2 separate regions of the Astyanax mexicanus genome follow, and region 1 is linked to region 2. The links are chromatin contacts, called in public Hi-C maps. All regions are on one chromosome and are shown on one strand. Each heading gives the region's core, a stretch centred on a gene start, on an enhancer-like site or on the middle of the called end of the contact. The rest is flanking DNA. Distances are from core to core; before and after follow the strand shown. Region 1 holds the start of rgmd (RGM domain family, member D). Region 2 overlaps rgmd (RGM domain family, member D).

Region 1 (5,931 bases), core at 2,732-5,231, 58 kb before region 2:
GAGTAAACCCTGCTTTAAACTTCTCCACAGCTTTATCTCTGACATGTCTGTTGAGTTCCTTGGTCTTCAACATGCTGTTTGTTCACTGGTGTTCTCTAACAAATCACTAAGGCCTTCACAGAACAGGTGTATTTATCCTGAGACTAAGCTGGACTCTATTAGCTAAGTAAGTGATTTCTGGAGGCAGTTGATTACACTGGATTTTATTTAAGGGTTTCAGAGTAAGGGGAGGTTAATACTTTTGCTCGTCACACTTTGCAGTTTGTCATTTGATGACACTTTTGTTACATTTTACAATGATGTGCTACTTTGTGTTGGTCTATCAGTTAAAATCTAATTAAATACATTTAAGTTTGTGTTTGTGAAGTGACAATGTAAAACAAAAAGGGGGTATGAATACTTTTGCAAGCCACTGTACACTAACATGCAATGGGCAAAGACAGAAACTAGTGTGTTTGTCTTGTTTTTTTGTCATGTTCCATGGAGGCTGAAGCAACATACACTGAACAGCATTGTGGGATATGAATGTATTTTCTGCCAGTTTTCTGTTGCATGTCTCTTTGCATGGAGAGTTTAAACCAGATGCCACCGGTCACAATCATTAATGCCTGCTACAATGTATTTCCGATGCACTTGTGGCACTGTGGATCCCATTCATCTGGCATCCACTTTCAGGCTAGAGTTTAGATTCAGGCTCAATAAAATGGTCTGTGAAGTAGGCGTCTGTTTTTAATGCAATTTTTATTTTGTATAAATATATGATATTATAATCAAAATATAGCAAATAACAAATCAAACTGTGTTTTAAAAAAGGGTCACAAGTTAGAATTTTAAAATCATGCAGCTCTGGGCTCACACGTGAGCTCCTCCACTTGTCCACATTAAGCGCTTGACTTGCAGCGCTGTGTGTTAAAGAACTGTTGTTAAAAAACATTGTTCTTAAAAAATAGGTCTTTGCTTCTTCAGTGTTGCAATATTAATAACCATCAATTTAAACAGATCTCGCTCATTGAAACAGCCTAAAATGTTGTGCAGTGGTCAGTACCTACCAAGAGATAAAGTACTCCAACAAAGAAAAACAAGTAAACCAGCAACAGTGTTATGGTCATCCAAGACTCATGCATGTGATCTATGAAGAGCCCACCTTGCAATCTATAGGACTTATAGCTGCTAGCATTTGCTGCTAACAGCTTATTTGGTGCCAGATACCACAAGACACTTTCAGAAGCCCGGTGGAGTCCATGTCTCAATGGGTGGGATCTTTTTTGTGTTTTTGTGGCAAAAGTAGGATCTACACAACATAGGGCTTGTGGTTTAATGTTATGGCTGATCAGCACAATATTACAACAACAGAAGGCAAATCTGTTCAAATCTATATTGATGCAATACTGTGTTTGTATGCATGTGGAAATGTGCATGTGCACGCATTTGATTACGAGAATATTCATTGCATTGTGTTATCAGTATGCCTTGTCCACCTACGCTTGGGGCACAAAGAATGTTGTCCGGACAATGGGCAGTTGTATGGGAGCCTTTTGAGGCCTTGCTTTGTGTGCATGGTGTTTTGGTCTTCTGACAGAATTCCAGTACAGGTTTTCTAATACAATTATATTTCTGTGTATTATTTAAGATGCTTTGCGACACATTTGGAAGTACTGGTAAAGTAAATGCACATAATCCACTCAGAACTTTACAGAACCATTTGATAGGTGTTTTTTTAATAAAGGGCTTAAATTCTAATGTTGCTCTTTTTTTAAATAAACAAGTTATGTGGTATCTTAGTATCTCACCTATTTAAGTTGCTTTGCTCTACATTTGGAGGTAAAGTAGTGCCACACACACTTGCATCTACTCTTAAACATAGTGATGCTATATGAGAACCACTTCAGTTCTCTACAGATTCAGTTTACAGGTGTTTTTAACAAACTTAAATTCAACCCAACTTAATTTTAAATTCAACTTAAATTAAAGCTCTAAAAATGGTTGTCATGATTTTTATGTTTTTGTATTATTTTCATGTGTTTAAGTCTGGCTTTCTTTTCAATAGTAATTTAGGCTACCTACACTGACATGCCAAAAGTCGTAGAACTGGAACAACTATCATGTTCCATGACTTATGCCATGTCTGATGGAAGCTAAAGCATGATGTATTGGCCTGAGGGATATGCTTAAGGGCCTTCTGTGAATGTTGATGTGAATAAATGTGGATGTGATCTCTGGATGTTGAACAGGTAAAATTGTCAGTGTTTTACCTAACTCAACAAGATAACACAATTTTTACTTCACAGTTTTTTACAGGTGTGGGCATTTATTTCGAAGCCATCTCTTGAAGAAACATTTCATGCTCAATTTAAACACTGCCGTCTCATGAATTTTGGCATGTCTGTGTAGTAACGAAAACATTCTGTTTCATTGATTAATGCTAAAGAATAACAGGGGGTTGGGAAATTGTCATATAGGAAACAAATTATGACGATTTTCATACAGAAACCCAGACAAATATCAAAAGTGGATTTCATGGGTAATAAATAATATACATGAAAAATGCAGGACATGGGGTCTTTAAAAAAACATTCATTTGAAAGGTTCTTTAATCTTTGCAATCGATGGTTCTTGAATAGCATTGCTGTAGAGAATGCCTTCATTTTTAAGAGTGTATGGTGCATGGGTGGCGGTTGGGGGTTGGATGAATTCTTCTTTCTCTCTTTTTCTTTCTCTCTCTCCTCCATAGACGAGTGAAAGACCAATTAACAAAGGATAAGAAGTGAACCGTAAATACCCTCAACAAGGCCCAACAAGAACAAGAGCTCTCTCTCTCTCTCTCTCTCTCTCTCTCTTTCAGTGTGTCTCTCTGTCTCTCCCCCTCTTTCTCTCTCTCTTGCTTTCACCCTGTGTCTCTCCTCCCCTCCACCTCTCACAAAAAGAAGGCTCAGCGCTTACAAAGTGCCAATTAACACTGAATGTTTGCCCCTCGCACCTCCCTCGCCGAGCCGCTGACAGTGATGGTGTTTGGGTTAATACCAAAGGCCTGCAAAGAATTATAAATCTCCTCCTTCAGCCCCACCATCCCCACCCCCCATCCCATCATCACCACCACCACCACCATCCCAACACACACACACACACACACACTCACACACACATCTCCCCTCCCTGCTCTTCTACCCTCTCCTCCACAATCCCTTTATTTTGTTTCCAATGGGGTGGTTTTACAGTTCAGTGCACGTTCAAAGAGTGATATAAAATGACTTTCCAAAGAATGTTCGTTCGGAGAGGAGGAGAAGAGGCTTGCCCGGGGTTAGGGGTAGAACCAGGGGTGGGGCAACAGCACCAGGGAAAAAGTTCTGGGCAGAGAGAGAAGGGAAGCTTCCTTTAGTACAGCACCATTGTTTTGGTTCGGTGTGCACCGTGTGCACTGTATTGCATGTTGTTTTGAGCCGTTTGTGTGACTGTCATTTAGCCGCTATGTTACAGAAGCAATGCTTACCTCATCAGTCATGGCATGTTTGGTCTGGTGTAATGTTTGGTGAAGCTATTAAAATACTTTTTACTAATTTGACTAAAAAGTATTTTATGCTAATAAGCCAATAAACTAATAACTTATTTGCAAAGTGGTAAAGCAAGATTATTTAGCACATTTACTTTAAAGTAATGTAAAATGTCAAACTCCTGTAAATGCTCCACTGACATTATAAGAGGGATCACTGCTACTGCATTATGGAACTTTGGTGGAGCTCCACAAGAAACACACATGAGAATGCACAAGATATGTAACAACAACAAAATAAATAAATATAACAATTGACTGTATAATACATTATTCCATGATATTTTTTGTTTTCATTTTTGTTTAACATTTTATCAATATGGCGTATACATTAGATATCCAGTATCTTCAATTATCAGAATATTTACTATCAAATTTGAGTTAATTACTTTCTATTCAGAATTAACACTGCATATGTCTTGGTCTGTTTCAGCACATTGCAGCTACAGTCATGGGAAAAACTTCTTCACAGACTTGACAGTTGTCCAGAAGACGATCATCAACACGTCTTATAAAGAAGGTAAGCCACAGGAGATCATTGTTGAGAAGGATGGCTGTATCAAGCCATATTAATAGAAAGTTAACTGGAAGGAGAAAATGTGATAGGAAAAGTAGAACGAGCAACAGGGATAACCATAACCTTGAGATGATTGTCAAGAATTTACAAAAATTGTCCAGTCGATTTAAGAACAGAGGCTTACAATGAATTGATTGAGGCTGGTTTCAAAAGACAATGTCAGAAGTGTCTTATCTTTTTAAGCACTTAGAGTCTGCAAAAACAGTAGAAAGGTACATAATTCAAGGTGTCTGGGGTCCAGTGTGAAGTTTATGTAGTCTGAGATGGTTTGGGGTGATATCTGCTGGTGTTGGTTCACTGTGATTTATCTAGTCCAAAGTCAACAAAAACATTTACAAGAAGATTAAGAGGAATTCCTGATTGCATCTGCTGACAGGCTTACTGAGGATACCTGCACACAGTGTTGAAACTGTGCTTGATTGGCCAGCCAATTCACTGGACCTGAACCCTAAGAACCCTAAGAGTCTATGGGTTCTTCTCAAGAGTAAAGGGGAAATTACCCCCAAACCAAGTATTGAGGGATTAAATGAACATGCTTAGACATTTCTGAATCAGACATTCTTTTCTGTTTAATTTTTTGAAATATTCTAGCAGTTTGAGATACTTCTCTGATTAAGTCTATAAGCTACACGCTATATTTGAGATATAGAAATTTACATTCACTACACAACAAATGCATACAAAATTTCCCACGAATCCTGTCTAACCCAAATGTGTTGAAGTGTGTTCTTGCCAGACAGACCGAGGCAAGTGTGAGACACTGCTGGTTTGAGTCATTTATCAAAGGGCCGGCAGTGACACGGTTGTTTTTCCTCCCCTGCGTGTGCCCATAAATCAGTGTGCTGAATAAAAGAGTGGAGAAGGCGGAGGGCGACAGGGGTTAAACCCTCGGAGAGACTCGCACCCTCCTCTCTGTCTGAAGATTCCTCCTGACCCCCAAATCTGCTTCACGATCAGTCCCGCTGTCCAAAGTCTGGTGATAAAGATCACAAACTGACACTTTCACGATAGCTGCAGATCCAGTGGCACATTATTATGGCAGCCTTGGCTAGGCCTGCAGAGACAACTGGATGACCCTGACTGTAATGATGGATTTGAACTTGCAGGACATAAACTATAAGGTGGGAACCGGCATAATTTATGGTTGATCAATTAGACCTGAAAGAGTTATCGTAGCCAAAACAAGTACTACTTGAAGATACTGTACATTAGCCTCATAGCTTAATCAAAAAATCGCAAAACACAAAAGATGATAGTTCCTTATCATTCATCCAGACTGAGTGGAATGCTCTGCATCAGCTGCACATCAGCCATAGATCACAACATATCAGCTAGTGAAGTACTGCTAGCAGTAGCATCCACCCAGTACCTGTGGGATGAGGTGTCTTGATGTTTGTGATCTATACACATCTCATTTCAGGAAGATGACATGACCCCCATAAGTCCCCCATGTGACCTCCAACAAACATATATATATATTTTTTTTTCTTCAGTATCCTTCCCTCTTACCTTATATATTTTTGTATTGCATTATCAATAATCAAAATAATCAATATGCAGCAGAGCCGCACAATCTGTAAGAAAGGTAGGATGTCTGTAACGTTTTTGAAATTGAATGTAATTAAATTACTACAGTATTACATTTATGTACTACACTACTATTATGGTGATATTGTAGTGAATATCTATGATGAACATGTACAGCTCTGGAAAACAATTAAGAGACCACTTCAGTTTCTCTGATTTTGCTATTTATAAGTAGATATGTTTGAGTAAAATGAACATTGTTGTTTTATTCTATAAACTA
Region 2 (5,788 bases), core at 697-3,196:
ACATGTCGGATCCAGAGGTGTAATGCAGAGTATGTGGCCTCTTTCTCTCCATCCGGTGGCCTTCAGGAAGAGGTCCTCACAGACGTGGACCATTGCATTGCCTTGAGAGCCTATTCCCTGTGCACCAGACGTACAGCCCGAGGCTGCAGAGGAGACCTGGTCTACCACTCTGCTGTGTTCCGCATTAAGGAGCTCTTTGCCCAGCACAACTGCTCCAGCGACGGCCCCACGTCTTCGGCCAAAGCCCCCAGCACTTCCAGGCCAGCCGTTGTGGACGTTTGTGACTACGAGAGCCGAGCTCTTGCCTCTGGCCCTGCGGCACAGCAGAAGAAATATGGCCACTGTGGATTATTTGGGGATCCCCATTTGCGGACATTCAGAGATGAGTTCCAAACATGCAGAGTTGAGGGCGCTTGGCCCCTCATTCATAATCGCTACCTGTCAGTACAGGTCACAAATGTACCGGTTGTGGAAGGATCAAGTGCAACAGCGACAAATAAGGTAAGCAATCAGTACATAGTTTAAAAATAAATAAATATATAGACGCAATCAGTTTTATTTAAAAAATTCACATAAATGAAACATTTCTTTCTCAAGCATTTCTTTCTGTCTAAGAAAATAACACTTGCAACTAGACAGGTGTGGAGTTCATGCAGATTATTTTTTACTTTACCTTAACTGTCAGTTCATGAGGTCAGCAGAACAGGGCTTTCTTTCTATCTGTTTCTTTTTTGGTCACAGTACATTAATACTGAGTATTGGTCAATACCAATCTGATATGATCTTACTATGTAGAATGTGCTGCTCTCAGTTCCTCAGTAAAACACATTTAAACCTCAGTTATCGTTTTCACGTTCCACTGTAAAATAATTTCATTAATGGTGCTTAGACGACACAGGAGGGTGCTATTCTACAAAAGTAAAAACAAAAAATTGGAAATTAATAAAAAGTATTGCTTTGTTTCTCCCAAATGTTAAAGCTCCTAGTCAGACCTATGTAAATGTATTTTGTATTGAAAGCATTTATAAGAAATTACACAAATGCAGTCAGTTATGGTTTGATACAGTTGGACAGTTGGTACTTTTGCAAGGATTGTTACAGGTTTGTTTTTTTTTTGTTTTTTTTTTTTTTGTTTTTTTTGGAGAAACTTTTGAGAAAGTGCCTTAGGTCACTGATCTCAATATGACATATCAAAGATATGAAGTGTCTGTAGATGACAGTAATTTGGAAATGTTCTATCAGTAGCCATAGTTACACAGCAGTCCAGAATGATGTACATTTTTATTTATTTATGTTTCTCTATTGACATTCATTTCTGATAATCCTTATATGATGAAAAATGGGGAAAAAAGTAGTATCTGCCTTGAAGAGAATAAAAATTCTTGTTAGTTGCCAGTTTGTTGTTAGATACTGTTATTCTCCTGTCATGTGTGCTGTTTTCTGTTCTCCTGCTGCCACACTGTGGTGTGAGATGGTACTTCACACCACAAAGTCAAGCTTTGATTTGTAGACAAATATGGACTATTTGGACTAAAGTATTACGATACCTGCTCATTTTTTTTTAACAACTGTCTTTGCTCTTCAGGGGAAGCTTTCTATTAGATGTTAATGCATTGCTGGGTATCAGTATCATTTTGCTTGGGTGAAAGTTAAAGTAGCTGAATGCAGTCATTAGATTGGTGATTTTATTATTTAAATGTCTTGTACAATTACATAACTTCTTGTGTAATCTTCACAACGGTTACTGAAGTTAAGTCTTAAGGACAGTTAATGAATATTAAGCCTGGGGTTCAAAGTGTAAAAACGTGATTGACTGCTTTCACTGTTACTCACCAGTCCCATTTGTCTTGTCCACAGATAACGGTCATATTCAAATCGTACCACGACTGCACTGAACAAAAGGTGTACCAGGCCACCACAGAGGACTTGCCATCAGCCTTTCAGGATGGCACACGCAGTGGCGGGAAGGGTGGCAGCCTGTATATCGTGGAGGATGGTAGCAGGAGCACTGGTGGACGGCAGGTGATGATCCAGGCCCGCTACCTTGGTGCGTCAATCATTGTGCGGCAGGTGGGACGCTACCTAACCTTCGCCATCCGCATCCCGGAAGAGCTGGCGGAGGAGAATGGTGGATTGCAGCTGTGCCTGCATGGCTGTCCCCGCAGTGAAGTAATCAAGGCCCATGTGCTCACTCGACAGCATGGTCTGCGTCCGCCGCGACTCCTGGGTTCCTGGTACGAACCGGAGGAAGAGGATGGTGGTGGAGGAGAACTGAAACCAGGTTTATCCGCTCAAAAAGATATGCTAGAACGTGCCACCACCAAGTGTAGAGAGACTCTGCAGGTGGAGGACGTTTACTTCCAGTCTTGCGTCTTTGACATCCTCACCACAGGAGATCTGGAGTTCTCCATGGCTGCGTACGGGGCCTTGGAGGATCTGAAGGCACTTCCACCCAGCACTCTCAAGCAAAGCTCACCACGGACTCCACACATTTATAATGGAGCCACCACAGCTTCGTCATCCCTTTTTGTTGCTCTGATCTTGGTGTTTCTCTTTTGCTGAAGTGACCAGATTATCTGGCATGAGCTTGAAAGGTTGGATTGCAAGACTTGATCTTCTGTTGTTTTTTTTTTCTAAATTGTTATGGATGGTTTGAGTTTTAGAAGAAGCATTCAAACAATTTTTTTATGCTTGAACAACCCCATCGAACCCCGAGAGACTGCAAGAGCAAAAAATATGAACTCACAAGGCTGTGATCTGTATTGCCACTTAACACTATATGTGTGATCTTTCCAGAGTGGAATTGTGTTGCAATATAATAATACAGATATATCTGAAGGGTACGTTACGGTCTGCAAATGCTAAGGGCAGCTAATCAGAATAGGTTCTTGAACGTCATTATCAAGTTGGCAGGACAGTGTCTTTTTAATACACATACTATTTTAACTTTCAAAATGATACACACTAATATCAGACTGCAGGGAGATTAAATGTTAATGAAGTATGGACATGGACACTACCCTGTCATGGACTGGTATGTACAGACAGTGTTTCATTCTTCCTACATCAAACTTGGCACTTACACTCCACCCTTTTAAAGCAAATGAAAAGTTAATGTAATGGGATCCAACAACTGATCGAAAATACTACCTATCCATACGTCTGGATCTGGGTTCAGAATTTCCGTAAAGAAAGCTACAGGTATTGTATGAAAAAAAAAAAAAACACTAATTCTTCAAGCTGCTCTGCTTACAGCATTAATGTTTAAGGTTAAGAAACAAATTCTTTATATAATAATATATTGAAAGAGTGTATATATGTGTTGTATAATGTGTACATTCTTCTGTGTATAGATGATTTTAAATGTGACATGTTTTGCAGCTGTTTTACTTAGATTTTTGTAAACTGTGTAAGAAGTAACTAATATGTAACCCCTCTTCTTTTCCTAATTAAAACAAAATATTGCGACCTATCTTGCTGTTTTACTGCCTTCTTCTGAAGTTTTTATGTGTAGGTTTGTTGCCTTATGTATAAATAATGTGGCTTGATGGCCTGCTGTACTGTGCTCCCAAGTTTACGTTTTTTTCGACGCATTTGAGACTGTCTGACATAATCACCTCTGGCCCTTGCCCAAGGACAATAATTGTTACTGCAAATGAATCATGGGAAATCAAATCAGGAGACAGATGGTTGTTTACCTACCCAAGCAGGTAATGAGTAAATAAATACATAAATGATTAGGTATACCACAAACCACTGTGGGGACAATAAAAAAAAGTTTAAACATCTGGAACAGTTGCCAAGGGGAGATTCCCTTAATTCACATGTTGTCCTTTGAGAGTGAAAATAAGGGCAAGGGAGAGGCATAATAGGAGAAACCCGAGGTTCTTTCACATTTAGGAATGCATCAATATGGTCTCTGTGCTTGGAATTTCTCATTAGAGCTGTCATTTCTACTGGACAAGGTATGATAAAGGTACAAAACACACTGCATTAGTCATGTTTTTCCATGATAAACTTAGTGTAAAAGGAAAAGCAACTTAAACCAATCAGATATAATGCAGGATTGACTGATGAACAAAACAATATAAAATAAATAGAGAATATCATGCAGCAATTTATTTACATTCACCTGTCTGAAAATTATACATTCTGAACAGAGAGCTTTCTTAATCCTAAAAAGGTTCTTCGGGGAGCCTGGGAGAATTTGTTCTTTGTTCTAAAAAAACTTATTTTGTTTCTTAGACGGTCCAACCAGAATAAAGCTGTTTTTTATCCATCAAATATCAAAAAAATGTTTATGCTATGATGGGGTGGAAACCTTAAAATATTGCTTAAGTCAAATGAAAAATGGCAATGGGGAACATTTATTGTTAAATAAATTATGTCAGACTGTGAGTTACATGATTCTCTGATCAAGTGGCATGGGTGTACAGTGATATATTCATCTGCTGATGAAATATATATATATATATATATATATATATATATATATATGTGTGTGTGTGATGTTGATATATGCATTTATATACTTTTTTAAAACTTACAGAGAAAGTAGACACCCCGGTATAGGTTTAGAAACTAATACAATTAGCCTAAATCATTTTCCAGCAGGACCTGACACTTCCCACACTGTCAAAAGTACCATTTGGTCTTCTATAATATTCAAATTTTCTGAGACAGATTTTTTAAATCATCAACAATAAAATAAATAAATGCTTAAAATAGATCACTCTGTGTGTAATAAGAATATAAATATATATTGCACCAGGAGTGGCATAAAGTTATCCAAAATCAGTGTGTAAGACTGGTGGAGGAGAACATCAAGTTGATTGAAAACTGTTATTAAAAAACAGGGTTATCCCACCAAATGTTGATTTATGAACTTTTAAAACTTTATGAATATGAACTTGTTTTCTTTGCATTATTTAAGGTCTGAAAGCATCTTTTTTGGTATTTCAGTAATTTCTCATTTTCTGCATATAAATGCTTTAAATGATAAATTTTATAGAGAATTTGGGAGAAATGTCCGTAGTTTATAGAATAAAACAACAATGTTCGTTTCACTTAAATATTTACCTATAAATAGCAAAATCAGATAAACTGATTCAGAAACTGAAGTGGTCTCTTATTTTTTTCCAGAGCTGTATAAGATATAATTCTAATACTATCGTATCCCCTACTGGAAACGTCTGGCACGTGACACAGTACAGCTTTTCAGAGGTAGCTTTCGACATTTTAAAATGCTTGTGAAAAAATATGATAATTGTAATCATAATAACGATATATTTAAAATATGGGTATGTAAAGCTTGTCATTAAATATAAACTACACAAAAGTAAGAAATTGTGCGGCCCACGTGACCCCTCCTCCGCGCGGTCTGTTTGATTATGCTTCATTCTCAGGTGTGGAAGCACCTGTAGTTGGACCTGTGTTTGGACATGGCGTCGAAAAAGCCTGAAGATATTTGACGGAAAAGAAGAGACGGAGAGACGCGGCTCGTTCGTAGTTTGGAGGTAGGACAATGTTTTAAGCCACAGTGGTTTAATATTGTAACATCGAGCTCGAGTACGCGTACCCATGCTAAAGCAGCCAGCTAACACGACCGTTAGCAGACTAGCTACAAGCCTTTAGCTTAGCTAGCTAGACATGTTAGTAAGCTAACGTTAAGTGTTACGTTGTAAGTAATTTATTATGACAAGTTATTTATTTTACATTGTGAATATGGATTTTTTTTAATATAGTTTATCATGGTTACTCAGCTAACGTAGTTCGTTAGCTAATTAGC

Evidence for each region. Hi-C and Micro-C count contacts between places; a contact is called where the count stands out from the background.
Region 1: a contact with region 2 is called in a Hi-C map of muscle, with 8 times the contacts expected there. The contact joins the promoter of rgmd here to the enhancer-like site in region 2. A contact is called at or near these places in 2 of 3 Hi-C or Micro-C datasets (both in muscle).

What each region holds. Positions count from the first base shown.
Region 1 is chr16:24,367,616-24,373,546 of AstMex3_surface, reverse strand. rgmd (RGM domain family, member D) reads left to right here and starts at 3,981. Exons shown (of 10, transcript XM_022669800.2): 1 at 3,981-4,067.
Region 2 is chr16:24,307,374-24,313,161 of AstMex3_surface, reverse strand. It overlaps rgmd (RGM domain family, member D), which reads left to right. Exons shown (of 10, transcript XM_022669800.2): 9 at 1-501; 10 at 1,858-3,472. The coding sequence ends at 2,562. LOC125782168 (a long non-coding RNA gene) reads left to right here and starts at 5,328. Exons shown (of 6, transcript XR_007424718.1): 1 at 5,328-5,516. Within about 2 kb of position 1,946, the one cell type or tissue checked has an H3K27ac peak away from gene starts, as active enhancers do.